Regions from separate parts of the Ovis aries genome. Here region 1 is linked to region 2. Evidence: chromatin contacts called from public Hi-C data. All regions are on one chromosome and are shown on one strand. Each heading gives the region's core, a stretch centred on a gene start, on an enhancer-like site or on the middle of the called end of the contact. The rest is flanking DNA. Distances are from core to core; before and after follow the strand shown.

Region 1 (4,201 bases), core at 302-2,801, 100 kb before region 2:
TAGAAAAACAAAAATCTGCCGGAGAAAACAATAATAATAACAAAAAAACTGAACACTTGAAATCTCAGGAACCAGAGATAAGATCACTGTTAACATGTTCATGTGCATTCTCCCAAATGCTTTTGTGTATAAAAACCGCACATAAATCATTTTTAGTCTTGTTCTGAACTTAAGTATAAGGTAAAATTTTTCATTTTGATCTTGTTTTGGTAGTTTTAGTAAACATAATTAGGTTATTGTGGTTTTTTCTTCCATTGGTCCAGATCAAGCATATTAAAATATTTAGCCTACATTTTGTTAACATCCATTAGTAACTTCCTTTGTTCATTTCCAGTCTATTGTGATCAATGGCGTAAGATTACTTTTTTCAAAAAGGGAGAGTATTGATTCAGGAGGCAAGTTTGTGGCCCTTAGAATGTATCTGTTTTTCTCTGATCATAGTTGTCTAAAATGCAAAATAACCTCATACATAGATTTTTAGCAATATAGTTAAGCCTTTTCTGTAGTTTGTCAAACAATTTTCTGTTTAAAACACTGACACTCATAAAAATGCTTGTGTTTCTTCCCATTTAGATGTTTAATGGATCCTAATAGATCAAAGTTTTTTCAAGAAGAACAAGAAGTTTGGAATCTGTTAATAACTGACACTATTTATTACAGTTTTTAAATTGTGCAATCTGTGTGCAATAGCTATTGTCAAATATTCCCCAAGAAGTAATAACTAAGATGCTTAATAACAGCAGAACTGCCTGATAAACAACTCATGTCCCAAATTAATAAATCTTTTCCTTGCCAGTTACGTGCATAACTTGTAGAGACTCTGTTTTTTTGTACTCTATATGAAGAAAAGTATTTTGTTCTCCCAATAAGTAAAGCAACTGCTTACATCCTTCTCTTCCACCTATGTAAATAAGAATATCAGTTTCTTTTTTTTTTTTAAGTCTTTATTGAATTTGTCACAATATCGTTTCTGTTTTATGTTTTGGTTTCTTGGCCACAAGGCCTGTGGGATCTTAGCTCCCCGACCAGGGATCAAACCTATGTCACCTGCATTCGAAGCTGAAGTCTTAACCACTGGACCGTCAGAGAAGTCCCAGAATATCAGTCTTTTTAACTGATAGTCATTCGAGTAAATATGTCTATAATCTTTGCTGCCGTGTGTATCCATCAGTGGCCAGCCAGATGTACAGAAACCACTCTAGATAGTTGAAGCGGAGAAGGATTGAGTGTCAGGAACTGATTACAAAGGTGTCAAGAGGACTGAAAGGCAAAAGGGAGATGAAGAAGGGGCACTGGAGAAGCCAAAGGGAAGGGGCTATTAGCCTAACATCAGAACCTGCCTTTGGGGACTTCCCTGGCGGTCCAGTGGTGAAGACTCAGTGCTTCCCATGCAGGGGGCTCGGCTTCCATCCTTGGTCTGGGAACTAAGATTCTGCAGCAGCACATAAAGTGGGAAAAAAAAGAGAAGAAGCTGCTTTGGCTCTGAGCCGGGGATGCTGCTGTTCCAGAGACTGAGCCTCCTCCCCCTGGCACTGCTGCCCCTGCAGCCCTTGGTTATCCTCCGCTAGTGCTGCACTGCCAAGCCCCCCCTCCAGTAGGCAAAAAAAAACAGCAGCATTTTGCTTTCAGCAACCTTCTAATTCCCGTGCCTGTGCCAAGAAATGACAGAGCTAAACAGAAGCCATCTGGCAAGGAGCCTGAGAGATGAAGGCTGCAGGCTGTAAGCCCCTGGCAGGACAGGAAGGAAGCTGGCTGGAAGGGCTGCGTGAAGCTGCAAACCTTCCACCCAGCACACAGAAATGTTAATCACACTTCTTTTGGTTCTACTTGTGAATAAACTGGAGCTGATAATACTAGAATTCATTTGCCTTTGTTTGGCTTGTTGAGAAAAATGTTTCTGTATAGGAAAGTCAACGTAATACGATTAAAAACATGGGTTTTGGATAAATAACAAGTCTGGGTTTGACCCCCCTGGTTCCATCACCTACTGTGATTTCCAAAGGTCTTCACGAAACCTTATTCCTACCAGAAACAGATGTCTCCTTTACTGCATCCTCCCAAAAGGTGGGCAGTTTTTCTTTTTAAAACTTTTTGCTAATTTGATCAGTGAAAATAGTGTCTCGGTATTTACGTTTGTATTTCTTTAGCATCTATGTGATTAATCCTTAAGAAAACTGTAATTATAAGGCTGAGCTCACAAGTAGAGCCTGTGATTGTTATTCTTGGGCATAAATGTGCAAGGAACAAAAGGGTCATGTGGTGGCACTAGAACGTAACAAATGGAAATGACCGTTCCGCTTCATCAGCAGTCGCCAACCTTTTTGGAACCAGGGACTGGTTTTGTGGAAGATAGTTTTTCCACAAATGGGGGTTGGGGAGTGGGTGTGGTTTCGGGATGATTCAAGCACATTACATTTATTGTGCGCTTCATTATTATGACATTGTGATGTATAATGAAGTAATTACATAGCTTACTATAATGCAGAATCAGTGGGAGCCCTGAGCTTGTTTTCTTGCGCTCAAGCAGTAATGCGAGCAATAGGGAGTGGCAGTAAATATAGATGAAGCTCCACTTGCTCGCCCGCTGCTCACCTCCTGCTGTGTGGCCTAGTTCTTAACAGGGCACCTGCCGGTACTGGTCCATGGCCCAGGGGGTTGGGAACGCCTGCACTTCCTGGGCTCAAGCTGGGCTAAAAAGGATTTCTTTCTCCATCTTAACACTGGTTTCATTGTTCAGAGTAAAGTTCTGGATGTTAACTAGATTTATTGTGGTGATCACTTCATCAAATATACAAATAATGAGTTATGTACACCTGAAACTATTATTACATGTCAGTTATCCGTCAATACAATAAAATAAAATAATTTTAGATTAGGAATCATGTCAAGTTGGTGGAAGATGAATAGACATGCACACAAGTTCTGATAGGGAGCAGGTTAGCTTTTTTATTTTTTAAGCTTATTTTATTTTTTGGCTGTGGTGGGTCTTCGTTGCTGCATTCAGGCTTTCTCTAGTTGAGGCGAGCAGGGTCTACTCTTCGTTGCAGTGTTTAGGCTTCTCATTGCAGCCGCTTCTCTTGTTGAGGAGCACAGGCTCTAGGCACACAGGCTCAGTAGTTGTCATGCAAGGGCTTAGTTACTCCTCAGCATGTGGAATCTTCCAAGACCAGGGATCAAACCCCCGTGGCCCTTGCATCATCAGGCAGTTTCTTAACCACTATATCACCAGGTAAGCCCACAGGTTAGCTTTTAATATGCCCATGAAGTGGTTTTTTGCTATTGGGCTGGAAGAAGCACAAGCTGGAATCAAGATTGCCGGGAGAAATATCAATAACCTCAGATATGCAGATGACACCACCCTTATGGCAGAAAGGGAAGAGAAACTAAAAAGCCTCTTGATGAAAGTGAAAGAGGAGAGTGAAAAAGTTGGCTTAAAGCTCAACATTCAGAAAATTAAGATCATGGCATCTGGTCCCATCACTTCATGGCAGATAGATGGGGAAACAGTGGAAACAGTGTCAGACTTTATTTTTGGGGGGCTCCAAGATCACTGCAAACGGTGACTGCAGCCATGAAATTAAAAGATGCTTACTCCTTGAAAGAAAAGTTATGACCAACCTAGATAGCATATTGAAAAGCAGAGACATTACTTTGCCAACAAAGGTCCGTCTAGTCAAGGCTCTGGTTTTTCCTGTGGTCATGTGTGGATGTGAGAGTTGGACTGTGAAGAAAGCTGAGCACCGAAGAACTGATGCTTTTGAACTGTGGTGTTGGAGAAGACTTTTGAGAGTCCCTTGGACTGCAAGGAGATCCAACCAGTCCATTCTGAAGGAGATCAGCCCTGGGTGTTCTTTGGAAGGAAAGGTGCTAAAGCTGAAACTCCAGTACTTTGGCCACCTCATGCGAAGAGTTGACTCATTGGAAAAGACTCTGATGCTGGGAGGGATTGGGGGCAGAAGGAAAAGGGGACGACAGAGGATGAGATACCTGGATGGCATCACCGACTTGATGGACATGAGTTTGAGTGAACTCCGGGAGATGGTGATGGACAGGGAAGCCTGGCATGCTGCGGTTCATGGGGTTGCAAAGGGTCGGACACGACTGAGTGACTGAACTGAAATATATTTGAATTTAAGTTCAAATACATAATTAGGATCTTTTTTATTATTATATCTATTGTATTTTTATTAGCCATGACCAT
Region 2 (3,668 bases), core at 307-2,806:
GCATGTTAAGTGTCAATAAACGGAAGCTTTTATTATTGGAATCAAATAGGCTTAGAAACAAGATCTTTTACTATCTTTTAGAATTGATGCTCTTCTGTGAGAGGGGGAAACCACTCATTTATATAAGAAAGATATCAGAGTAGAGGTCATAGTCTCTGGTGCAAAAGATTATGCTAGATGGCTTCATACACACAAAGCTCTGAGCAGACAATTTAAGGGTGGTACTGGTGGTGGCAAATGAAGTTGTAGTCAAGGGGAAGAATGAAACAGATGTGAGTGGAGGAAACAGCAAAATAGAAAAGAACCACCTCCAACATCTACAAAGCACTTTTGGTCTCCATTTCCCTAACCCACATCTCTTCAACTGTTGTAGTGTTATTCCCATTTCCTAAATAGGACTCAGGCTGAAAATGGATACGAAGGGTTTTTCCCAAAATGAAACAACTAGATGGAAGCAAAGCCAAGACACACCGTGAGTGAAAACCTGATGAGAAATGGACTATTTCCTGCAGTATCAGTAAACAAAGGATGTCACAGTCATCATCACCACCAAACTATGAGCTGGTGAACCCTGAGGGAACTTGGGAAGGAAAAAACTACCTGCCATCTAGCAGTCATCAGACTACAGCTACTCCCTACAATGAGCACTGAGGAAACTCAGGATGGGAAAACACAGGATATTGGCCCCAGGTAGCTGACGTGTATATTAAAGGAAAGATTTCAGTAAGCCCAGACTCCTGCATCTACTCTCACACAGAAAAATCACTTAATTTCTTTACTTGACATACCTGATTTTCTTTAATTAACAATAATCTTTTGGTTTTCAGACTACCTGCTCCTTGCTGCAAAATGCCTATATATCCTGGCTTCTGTCCTCCCCAGAACAGTTCTCTCAGGGTTAACTTGAGAAGCTGCCTCCTAGGCTTGAAGCCCTAAAATTCCAGCCAAGTAAAACCTAACTCGCAATCTTGAGGTTGTGAATACTTCTTTAGTCTACAGTGACGTGGGAGAGTTTAATTCCAATTTAAAACATATATAAGGATCAGTAAACACCAGGAAGCTGTGAAAATAGTTGTTAGGTTGGTGAAATTGCAGGACAATGAGAAAAATGGAATAGCATTGACACTGTCTTTTTAAAAAGAATTCCGCCAATATAGGGCAGGTCGTTGAAATTAAACCAAACGCATTTTCCAGTTGCAATCTCCCCGCGGAGGAATGACATCCAATAGGCTGGAGGTTAGTCAGGACTGAAGGAGGCACTCCAGACCCCAGGGCCACGGCCACGTCCCCGCCTCAGCAGCAAGCAGTAAGCAGTCTTCGCTTTCCAAAGAGCGCCCCCTTTCGCGCCGCGACCGCGGACCACCCACCCTCTCCCACAAGTAACGAGCACCGCCTACTGGCTGTCAGCCTCTAGGCTGCTTGGCCCCGCCCCTGAGCGAAATGCGCATGCTCTCCAATTCCTCCCCGCCCCAGCCTTCAGGCTTCTCGCGACAGCCGCCCGGCGGCCACTGAGTCTCGCGATAAAGGCTTATTATCTCGCGGGACCGCCGCTGGTAGACGCGCTCTCGGGCGGCTCTGGCTGGAGAAGAGGAATCGCATGTGTCGCTTCAGCTGGCGGTAGTGGCGGGAGCGGAGGCGGTGGAGGCTGTGCGACCGCCTGGGTAATAACCCCTCGTGCCTCTCCCGCTTCGGAGAAGCTTGTAGAGAGCGTGAGGAAGCTGAGGTGCTGTCCGGCGGAAGGGGGCCGGGCCGGGCGCCTCCACACCCCCGCCCACATGGGCCGCTCTGGTGTCCCCGGGGTTGCCCCTGTCGCTTCAGGTCGCGCCCTCACACCTGACCGCCCTTGTCGCCTTAGTCCTGTTACATTCTGCTCCTTTCTGGTTCTTTTGCCCGTATTCTTATCTCCTCAGACTCTAGTCTCCCCGCCCTCTCCCACTTCCATCCCCTCTCCCGACTCTAAAGCGTCCCTTTCTTGGCATCCAGCCGCCCCCACACCCTGCACTCTGGGCGCCTCCGGCGACCCACCCCTTCTTCACCCCCTCTTCGTAGGTTTTTCCAGCCCCTTCAGCTGCTTCGTGGCCTTTCTCTGTTGTACTTTGCATCCCTCCCGAATCACCCCCTAAACCTTTTGCCTTGCCCCCACCGAGGTCACTATCCCCATCCTTTTTTCCCATTGCTGCTGCTTCCACCGGTGCCCCCCCCCCGCCCCGCCCCTCGTTGTCATGGTCCATTTGCTATGAATCTCACTGTTGTCGCTCGCTTTCCTGGAAAATGGTGTGCCCAGAATTACTCATATTTTATGGATCCAGCTTCTTACCTTTCATTCAGCAGAGAATTGAAACAGATTTGGGGTGGGGGGATTTCTACTGGAAGACAAGGTTACACTTGAACAGTGTTTCTCTCAGGGCCTTGGTCCCAAATAGTGAAGCTGTGTTATTTTCTTTTCTGACAGGTTTTGAAATGGCTGCTGACATTTCTGAATCCGGTGGGCATGATTGCAGAGGAGACCAGAGGAGCAACACCAAGTTAGATGCAGATTACCCACTTCGAGTCCTTTACTGTGGAGGTAAGTGTTGGAAGGCAGAAAATGGCTTTTACTCACCGTATTTTTAGACGTTATGATCAGTGGCTTCACATTTGGTCCAAGTAATTTTTTCATCTTTGTCATTTGGTGAATCTTTAATTGGGAGTTGGGGAAGAGGAGGCATGGATGAACAGATTTTCCCAACCTGTGGGACTTGTGTCTTGCTACTTGGCCTGGAGAAATTTTCAGTCCAGTTGGAATAGACATGTGTAAATAGATTATTCCAGCCCAAAGTAACTTTCCAGTCTGGCCGTTAAAGTTGGGCTTCTTGTAAGATAATTGACTCTTAGGGATGACTGGATGAGGGAGTGGGAAAATGCATCCTAGATGAAGTGAATAGCTGTGTAAGGAAAAGCTTGTCTGTGGAGAAATAAGCAGTTTTGTATGAGTATAGTGTGTAGTGTAGGAATAGTGTAATAACAAGTGGAAGATGATGAGACTGGAGTGATGGACAGTAGGACAGTTGATTAATAAAATGTGGATCAGGGTTTTTTTTTCCCTTTGAGTGTGTTTCCTCATTTTCAGTTCAGAAATATTTGTTAATTGGAAATAGCTAATTTTACTAGCATCTTGAAAAGGTTCAGAAAAATTTGAAGACATACGACAGTAAAGTAAAGGGCAAGTAAATATTATCTTTTTCAGTAAATATTTTTGGCCACTTACTACGTGCCTAACTGTTTTGTGTGCTGGAGACTGAATAATAACTAAGTTCGGAGAAGTCATTGTTCTTGTGGACCTTACCTTCTGTGAATGTAATGGAGATTTCTTCTGGAATTTAAGTACTATAAAAGGAGAAGTGATGTCACTGAGTTGAAAAATTGTATCGACTCATCATTTATTTACTATCTTTGATTAAGAAAATAAAATGAGTATAAAATATCCCAGAGAGTAGGCAGGGGAACTTTATGTAAGGTTGACTTTGGAGTCATGGACCAGGGTTTGCATCCTTACCTTGGGCTTTACCAGCCGCTTCTGCTTTATTCTAGCTCTGTGACCTTGGGCAAGTTACCTGATTTCACTAAGGGTTAGAGGTCTGTTTCTTAAGGTCTGTAAAATAAAGATGGTGATTATATCTGAAGTCAAA

What was found. A called contact is a pair of places that touch in the nucleus more often than the background predicts.
Region 1: a Hi-C map of hypothalamus shows a contact between it and region 2, with 7 times the contacts expected there. The contact joins the enhancer-like site here to the promoter of DENR in region 2. A contact is called at or near these places in 15 of 16 Hi-C or Micro-C datasets (blood, hypothalamus, liver and 7 more).

What each region holds. Positions count from the first base shown.
Region 1 is chr17:52,888,716-52,892,916 of ARS-UI_Ramb_v3.0, reverse strand. KNTC1 (kinetochore associated 1) reads left to right here. Exons shown (of 61, transcript XM_060401137.1): 61 at 1-805. Among named protein-coding and RNA genes, the nearest start is that of HCAR2, 53 kb to the right of the region's middle. Within about 2 kb of position 1,551, at least 19 of the 54 cell types and tissues checked have an H3K27ac peak or open chromatin away from gene starts, as enhancers often do. A contact at or near this core is called in hypothalamus and tail adipose tissue, where this site is marked.
Region 2 is chr17:52,789,421-52,793,088 of ARS-UI_Ramb_v3.0, reverse strand. DENR (density regulated re-initiation and release factor) reads left to right here and starts at 1,556. Exons shown (of 7, transcript XM_060400753.1): 1 at 1,556-1,723; 2 at 2,453-2,566. The coding sequence starts at 2,461.